2 separate regions of the Oncorhynchus mykiss genome follow, and region 1 is linked to region 2. A link is a contact called in public Hi-C data. All regions are on one chromosome and are shown on one strand. Each heading gives the region's core, a stretch centred on a gene start, on an enhancer-like site or on the middle of the called end of the contact. The rest is flanking DNA. Distances are from core to core; before and after follow the strand shown. Region 1 holds the start of LOC110506262 (protein strawberry notch homolog 2). Region 2 overlaps LOC110506262 (protein strawberry notch homolog 2).

Region 1 (4,275 bases), core at 648-3,147, 110 kb before region 2:
CAGAGATTACTTTTTTGTGTGGCTCTGTTATTGCTTTAAGGAAGCTGAATAAGGTGTAATGGTGTAACACTTTTTTTGTGTTTATAGTAAATATTTTCTAAACTCTATTTTCTTAAAACTGCATTGTTGGTTAAGGGCTTGTAAGTAAACATTTCACGGCAAGGCGCATGCGACACGTAACATTTTATTTGTCTGTAGCCTATTTTGAAACCAAAGGAGAGGATGTGAGAGCCATGTCTGACAACACCCAAGCCTTGGTCCCAGCATAGTCAAACAAGCCTTGGTCTCAGCCTAGTCAAACAAGCCTTGGTCCCAGCCTAGTCAAACAAGCCTTGGTCCCAGCCTAGTCAAACAAGCCTTGGTCCCAGCCTAGTCAAACAAGCCTTGGTCCCAGCCTAGTCAAACAAGCCTTGGTCCCAGCCTAGTCAAACAAGCCTTGGTCCCAGCCTAGTCAAACAAGCCTTGGTCCCAGCCTAGTCAAACAAACCTTGGTCCCAGCCTTGTTTTACTCATGTAGCTATAGGCCTATTCAAAATAGCTGAGAATGTTACGAAGGTGGGCGATAGACTGTGGTTCAGTTGACTAAATTGTATTAAATGCAATTGGTGGCTATGTTTATTGCTGTACATTCTGTACTCACTTATCTATTTATTTTGTTTTAAATCGTCAGTAACTTCCGCAGGTAAGAAATACTGTTTGCAATCCACGAGCTTCAAGCCACTATTGCCGCGTTCAAAACAACTGGGAACTCGGAATTCAGAAATCTCCAACTTCCGACTTCAGTGCGTTCAAGAAGACTGGGAAATCAGGGGGGGGGGGGGGGGGGGGGGAAATGCTCCGACTGGAGAACGTTCAATTCAATTCAATGGGCTTTATTTGCATGGGAAATATATGTTAACATTGCCAAAGCAAGGGAAGTAGATAATATATAAAAGTTAAATAAACAATAAAAATGAACAGTAAACATTACACTCACAGAAGTTCCAAAAGAATAAAGACATTACACATGTCATATTATGTATATATACAGTGTTGTAACGATGTGCAGATTGTTAAAGTACAAAAGGGAAAATAAATAAACATAAATATGGGTTGTATTTACAATGGTGTTTGTTCTTCACTAGAAAATGGCAACAGGTCACAAATCTTGCTGTTGTGATGGCACACTGTGGTATTTCAACCAGTAGATATGGGAGTTTATCAAAATCGGATTTGTTTTCAAATTCTTTGTGGATCTGTGTAATCGGGGGGAAATATGTGTCTCTAATATGGTCATACATTTGGCAGGAGGTTAGGAAGTCCACCTCATTTGGTGGGCAGTGTGCACATTGCCTGTCTTCTCTTGAGATCCAGGTCTGCCTACTGCAGCCTTGCTCAATAGCAAGGATATGCTCACTGAGTCTGTACAGAGTCAAAGCTTTCTTAAGTTTTGGTCAGTCACAGTGGTCAGGTATTCTGTCAATGTGTAGTCTCTGTTTAGGGCCAAATATAATTCTAGTTTGCTCAGTTGTTTTGTTAATTCTTTCCAATGTGTCAAGTAATTATAGTTTTGTTTTCTCGTGATTTGGTTGGGTCTAATTGTGTTCATCCAACTCCGGAGCTCGGACCTCTTAGAGCTCCGACTTTCCGATCTGAAGATCGACGACGTCATTATTTGACCGCGTATTTTCCGAGTTCCCAGTTTCTTGAGTGCACCATGAATGAGCGACATCTCTGATGCTGCGTTAATATACTAGTCGGAACAAGGCAACTCGGAAATGTACGACTCGCTAACTGGTTTTAGTTATACACGTGCCGCATTCAACCAATTAGCAGGTCGTAAAGTTTCCGAGTTTCCTAGTTCCGACTAGCAATTGAACGCGGCAGGAGTATCCCACTGTGTGACATACGGAGTGACGACAGCAGAGGAAATATCTGCTTGCAAGATGGCGGCGTCTATCAGGAAGTGAAGGAAACAACTGAAAATAAAAGTTGGACCAAATTCCTTGTTTTGGTCCATTTAAAGCAATAATTCGATTGAAAACATAACTGCGAACGGATCTTGTATTCAGAATAAGAAACACATTCGTGGTAAGTTTAATTTCAGCTTTTCGTAAAACGTAAACACGGCGCGAACGACACATCGTCAGCTAACCTTAGCTATCAATCCCCTGCTCGATCGACTCAAGACTTCTCAAGCAGCTTGAGCAACATAGTTAGCTTGGTAGCCAGGCAAGCTAATAGTCGTCGCACTTCGATAGCATCTATTTGTTTAGCTAGCTAACGTTGGTGAACGTGTAGCTAAGTGGTATTTAACGTTATTTTGAATGCTACTGAAAGATTGCTGTCAAATGTATGTTTTTGTTTTGTAGTTTTCAATCTTCGTTTAACTATCGTTATGTCTAGCCAGCCGCTAGCCAGCCGCTACGCTTTTAGTACTAACTAGTTATCTCAGAGAGCACCTTGGCTTGGCTAGTGGTAGCTAGCTAGCTATCTCTGCCTTTGTACCAAAGATTTCCCCTAAATATTTTTGTACTGCTTAGTTAGCTAGCATAGCTAGTTCCCGGCATTGTAGCGACATGATTTGTCATCAAAGCAACTTTATTTTATTTATCGGACATGCATTTAAAGACAACCTTAACTATATTTGCTAGATATCTGGAAAGTATTTGAAATAACTATAGTAGCTAGAAAGCGAACGTTAAGGCTTGTGTTTACACGAAGTCTATGGTATTGTTGGCTATTACGCTAACCATACATGTAAAGCCTTTACTTTACTAAAGAACTGCGTTCGTTTTTTTAAATTAAGTGGCTAGCTAGGTATTGCGTATTTGAATGATCGTCGGTTGAACCTTTCGTTATGTAGTTAACAGAATACACAACAGGTTTTCCACATTGAAAGTATACCTTTTTCTCATAGTGATATTGATAGCCCTCACATCCCCGCTTTCTTTCCTAATCCTTTCTGAATCAGTGGACAGTGTGACCATCTTTTCTTTTAATGTAAACTTTGGAACTCTAATTCACATTACATTTAACATCTCTCTTTTCATAGCTAGTACTTTTGATAGGTTGGATATAAAGTAGTCAACCATATCCCAATAGAATATAGATTGATAAGGCTCAGATGGAAAACAGACGTTTTAGAATTTATTTCAATTTGTTACATGCAAACCCACACATAATTATGGAGTTGTGAGGTGCATGATAAGTCACTGGCAGTCAAAGGCAAGGCAGCACATCTCTTGTTTGGCTGAAATACCTTTCTATGTGAATGTGGCATGTTTAGGGCCATAGGCACTAGCAGGCATATGGACTCTAGTCACAATGCAGTTCCAGACCTGTCTGCAGGGGTTTTTCTGGCTCAAAAGGGGGCTTAAGTAATGGGTGTGGTCAGAGCAGCTGAATTTTAGAGGCCCCCATCTTGGTAACACATTGAACATTTGTGGAGCTGAGGGAAAATGTTGCCGTTTTAAGCTCATTCCCTGCCATTCTACATATTCTACCATGGAGCTGAAAGAAAATGTTGCTGTTTTAAAGAACATTTCCTGCAATTCTATGCATTTTGCTTTGGCTAATGCTGTTTTCTTTTGCTCTAACATAGTAACAAAATCTGCTAAATTCATTGTTTTGGGGATTTTCAATTCTCCCTGACTGTAGCTTTTATTTGTGATTGTTAGTTCTCAAAGATCATATTATAAAAAAATATATAAAGATCTCATTATCATCTACATACTCTCTATCTGGCTTTAGTCGTTTAAGTTTATACTGAAAGCATTTTTCCATCCCTAATTTTGATAAAACATTTTTACCCTGTTTGGACTTGTGAAGAGGGGAAATGTTGACACATGCATTGTGCTGAAGCTTTATGTGTGTTATGAGAGGGGAGTGGGGAAGAGCAGGAGGCGATGCATGTGTCATTGTAGCTTGCCTGGATTGTAGATCACTGACAGCTGTGAGGAGGCATTGACCCCTTAAACTTTAGTCCTGCTTGTCTGAGTATTATGTGCAACTGCAGTGTAACTTTATAGGCCTAGCTGTAGAAATGTTAGCTCTTGTGTCTGCCTGGCATGATACCACAAGTGTTTTTTATGGCTGGCAGTTGAGATTCTCTTGATTCCTTGTAGGCACAAGTAAGGATAATTGCTCATGAAAAAATCAAATGACCGTTCTCTTACAAATCTGTAGCCACTTCACAATTTCTTCCCAGTAGAGTACAATTGCCTTCGATGCCTGCAGGCTAGTCAGGGAAAATGCTAACGTTGGCACAGGTTGCCATGGTAGTTTTTCCATGGT
Region 2 (4,461 bases), core at 1,586-4,085:
CATGTGTAATAAGTCCTCATTTTATTAGAGTGAAGATTGAACTGCTGAGCTTATTACTTGGGGGCTGTCTTTCTCCCAGTAGTCCGTTTACTTCCCCACCACTGTCCCATTGACCAGACACTTTCAAGGTCACAAACACCTTTCACACAACATTTCAAACCCAGGAAATTCCTCATCCTCCTTTGGTCTGAATAATAAGGTTATCAGACATTGGAACGCACCCATGTCTGGGTGATTATGAGACTGCTATGAGACAGTTTTCCATATTTCATTGTAAACTCTTTACTCCAGTCATTTATTTTCCTTGTCTCTCTGGAGGGAAGGGGTGGGGTGTGTTGTCTCTGCCAGGCCTGTATGGTAATCCAGTCTCAGAATGGGATACATCATGCCCAGGGCCCAGCTTCTCTTCTTTCCCTCCTTCCCAGCCTCTGACTACCTTTGTTTGGCTCCCTCCAGATCAGCAGTGATCTCATATCTGGCAGAAACATCCCTTTGTTTTTATCTCAGAACATTCCTTTGTGTGGGCACCAGCTAAAGCAGCTGCTGGTTTCAAGTGGACCTTCAGTCACAATCTGTGCACAACACTCAATGTCTTGGCAGTCATGTCAATTCACTGCCTCTATGCTTTACCTGTCTGCTGCAGTAGAGAAAGGTGTGTGTTTGTAGCTGGTGTGTTATCAGTCCGTGACATAAGGCTGTAAAGCTAACCGTGTTTGTTCCTGTTTCTGTGTCCAGGGTGCATTGACCCACGGTGACAGGAGAGCCACAGAGTCCAGAGACCTGAGCAAATACAACTTTGAAAACAAGGTCAGCGCTGGCTACAACTATTACATGCAAGATCATGCTTCCTCTTGTACAGAAGCCCAATTTGGCATTAAGTGTCATTGGTTGTGTTGGAGGTTCTGGGGGGAGGGAGCGCTGACCTGTTAGATGACCTGGTTTCCTGCCGTGTGTTTCTGCAGTACGGTACCAAGGCTCTGGATAAGATCACCAAAGCCATCCTGGGCCACATCGAGAGCAAGGTGTCCCCTCCCAAAGGTTACCCCGGGGGTGATGCTCTGTTCTTCAGAGGTATGTTGAGTGCATGTAGGAAATTGTCCCAAACATTATGCAAGTCCAAAGCTACATTGAAATAATTGTTATATTACCTGTTTCAGACATGAAGCATGGCATGATGGACGTGGGTATCTTCTGCAAGGAGCCACGGTTTGGTCTCAGCACTGAGAAAGACTGCAGCATCACCAAGTTCCTCAACAGGATCCTGGGCCTGGAGGTCCACAAGCAGAACTCTCTGTTCCAGTACTTCACCGACAACTTTGACTACCTGATCGAGAAGGACAAAAAGGAGGGCAAATACGACATGGGAATCCTAGGTATGGAGTCCAACACTCACACTTAAAACATGACTGAATAAAATGGTGCCCTTTCCCATAGGTTGTAAAGCTAAATAACTCTCCACACTATTAGAACAAAAGGCTGCATTCTATTGTATGGGACTACTACGCCATACAGTATATACTCCTCCATATATTAAAATAAATCTACCTGCCTACTTCATTTGGCCTTCCTAGAATGTCTTTCCATGAACAGCAGCATGAGGCTGATGGTTTGGTATGGTACCGAGCATCTGTATAGAGATGCTAGGTATGTCTCCTGACTAGAACTATGTGTCCTGTTCTGTCAGATCTGGCCCCAGGTAACGATGAAATCTACGAGGAGAAGCAAGAGACCTTCATGACAGTTGGAAACCCCCAGGACGGACAGGTCGTGCTCTACAAGGTACTCCCGTGGTACACTGGTACATTATTGTACAATCAAATTGTCTCGCTATATTTGACAGGCACCTCATATAGATTTTCATGTTGATCTTTGTTTTGTAACTAAATGAGTGCTGCTGGTTCTCTGGTCTGAAAAATAGATAAAATAGGTCAAGTTTCAATAAGACTAAAGCTAGTGATATATATATTTTTAAACACTACCCACCATTGCTGTGAAACAACAAGAAAGCAGTGTTTCCTGCATACGCAGCCAGAGAGGTGATATAATGTCAAACTAGTCAAATTATTTTGTCAGACAGCTCTGCAGCATACATGGGCAGACTAGCCTAGCTAAAAAGGATGACTAAAGACAGTACAGCACAGGTGTCAAACTCATTGCACGGAGGGCCGAGTGTCTGCGGGTTTTTGCTCCTTACTTATACTTGATTGATGAATTAAGGTCACTAATTAGTATGGAACTCCCCGTACCTGGTTGTCTAGGGCAACCAAAAACCTCCCCTCCATGGAATGAGTTTTACAGCCCTGCAGTGCAGTATGGGAAGCACAGAGATAACATTAGATGGGCTGACTGCTACAGGCAGATGATCACTTTAAGGAATTCAAAATTAATTCAAATGAAACTAAGTAAAATGTTTCCTATTTTCTATGTTTTGGTAATTGAATGTTAACTATTTCCTTGCTCTGGAATTTCCATTAAAAATCTCAAAAATAATTTTTATGTGATTATTTAATAATGAATAAAAAAATATATATATATTGTTGAAATCGAAAACAGCAATTATTTTTTCAGAATTGAACCGACACCGAACCAACCTCAAAAATAATGAATTGCTCTGCACAAGCAGGTATACCGAGATTTAAAATGTTGACATTTCAGCTGCCTGTGGTTGGATGGTGAACATCATATTTAGCCAGATGGAGGGAGAGTAGCAGAATGCTGAAAAATGATCATTACTGGTGTCTTCGGCTCCCTGCCTTGCCTGGCCGTCACTGCAGGATAACCTAGAGTGTACATTTTTAGCCAACACAGCCAGGACCGATAAAGCACATGTAGACTCCCAACTCATGCCAACCCCCCTGGCTGGCCTCTGAGCCCCTGATACAAAGAGGATACAAAGAGCTGTGTATGTGTGTGTTCCCGCACAGATTTCCGCGTATGTGTTGGGAATGTTGAATCGTGCCCACAGTGGGTATTCATGCATAGTGTTCTCCCATAGGGCAGCTTTTCTGACCTCTAACCTTTAACCCTTATCCTCTGCATGTCACCTCTATAGATCAGCGTGGACAGAGGTATGCCCTGGGAGGAGGCCTATGAGAAAGTCCAGAACCTCAACAGTCCTGACGAGGGCTTCTACCTCTCACACAAGGTGAGTCTAGCTGGCTACCGTAGAGCACAGGGAGACACTCTGCATGTCCCAGCACGCACACAGACGTACCAGGAAGCGTATGATACTGTGAGTACCTGTACCTCCCCAGGGCTCAAGCAGAGCTAGAACAGCTTTCAGACTGGCTATTTCCCAGGGGTGAATGACATCAGAAGGGTCCAGGTGCCTCTGTTCTGTTCTCTGGAGTGTGGCTCTTTCATTGCACATCAAGGGAGTAGGATGAAAGTATACATGTTATGAACCTAAAGAAGGAGTTTAACTAGGATTTTGTTCAGTATTAATTGTAGTGGCTTGAGTGAACAATATACACAGCCTCTTCCTTCCTGATGTGGAGTTTTCTTAATTATACTGTAGTTAAATCCACTTGGTTCATAATACAATTCAACAATGAAATGACAGTCTTCTATAGTCCCACCAGGCAAACACTTCAACACTGCCAGGTTCCCAGTTGAACTCACTATAAATCTTCCGCCTCTTTTTTGATTTGATTTATTTGTGGTTTAAAACAATTGTACAGATGGAGTTCAATCGTGGCCAGAGGAAAACACATGAAAGTATTTTACAGAACTTTAAAGACATTCCCATCTCCTATGGTTTCCTCAGTTGCGGGGGAACCACCCGTGTGTGCTGCTGGCGGAGCAGGGTCGAGGGAGGAACTTCATCGTCTACAAGCCCAACATCGGGAAGCAGGCCCACCCAGAGAGCCTGGACAACCTGCAGCTACGCTACCGCAAGGTATGACTCAGTCTGACACGCACCAACACACACACAGACAGACACACACACAGACACACTGACATGCACACAATAGAAGGTTTCCACTCGCATGGCAACAAGATTTGTCTTTGTTGTTTGGCAGGAAATGTTTTATGTTTTTTGTGTGGTGTATGCTGCCCTCTAGTGGAATAAACAATAGTGAAACAGGAAGAGCAGTCCTGCGTATTGTTTAAGGTACAATATAAAAACCAGCACTCAACACTTTAACATAAGACTTGTGTGTTGTGTTCCCATCCTAGGTGACTCCAGACCAAGCCAAGGACAGCTGGGAGAGCCAGTTCAACTTCTCCTTTGGGAAATGTAGCCATGCTAACTGGAACGGGAAGTGTAAGAAGATCGAGGAGGGTCAGGAGTGTCTGCAGGGAATGCGTCTGCGCCAGTACCACATGCTGTGTGGTGCGCTACTGCGCGTCTGGAAGTATGTGGCTGACGTGGTCTCTGACATCACCTGCTCCAGCATCCTTCAGATCGTACGCCTCAAAACCAAAAATAGTAACAAGCAAGTCGGTGAGTACTAAACA

The links. A called contact is a pair of places that touch in the nucleus more often than the background predicts.
Region 1: a Hi-C map of liver shows a contact between it and region 2, with 4 times the contacts expected there. The contact joins the promoter of LOC110506262 here to the enhancer-like site in region 2. A contact is called at or near these places in 2 of 3 Hi-C or Micro-C datasets (blood and liver).

Annotation. Positions count from the first base shown.
Region 1 is chr1:20,479,434-20,483,708 of USDA_OmykA_1.1, reverse strand. It overlaps LOC110506262 (protein strawberry notch homolog 2), which reads left to right and starts at 1,897. Exons shown (of 29, transcript XM_036967004.1): 1 at 1,897-2,070.
Region 2 is chr1:20,371,560-20,376,020 of USDA_OmykA_1.1, reverse strand. LOC110506262 (protein strawberry notch homolog 2) reads left to right here. Exons shown (of 29, transcript XM_036967004.1): 22 at 736-807; 23 at 963-1,071; 24 at 1,158-1,373; 25 at 1,685-1,779; 26 at 3,053-3,145; 27 at 3,767-3,898; 28 at 4,180-4,447. Among protein-coding and RNA genes, the nearest start is that of LOC110505853, 12 kb to the right of the region's middle. Within about 2 kb of position 2,835, at least 1 of the 11 cell types and tissues checked has an H3K27ac peak or open chromatin away from gene starts, as enhancers often do. A contact at or near this core is called in liver, where this site is marked.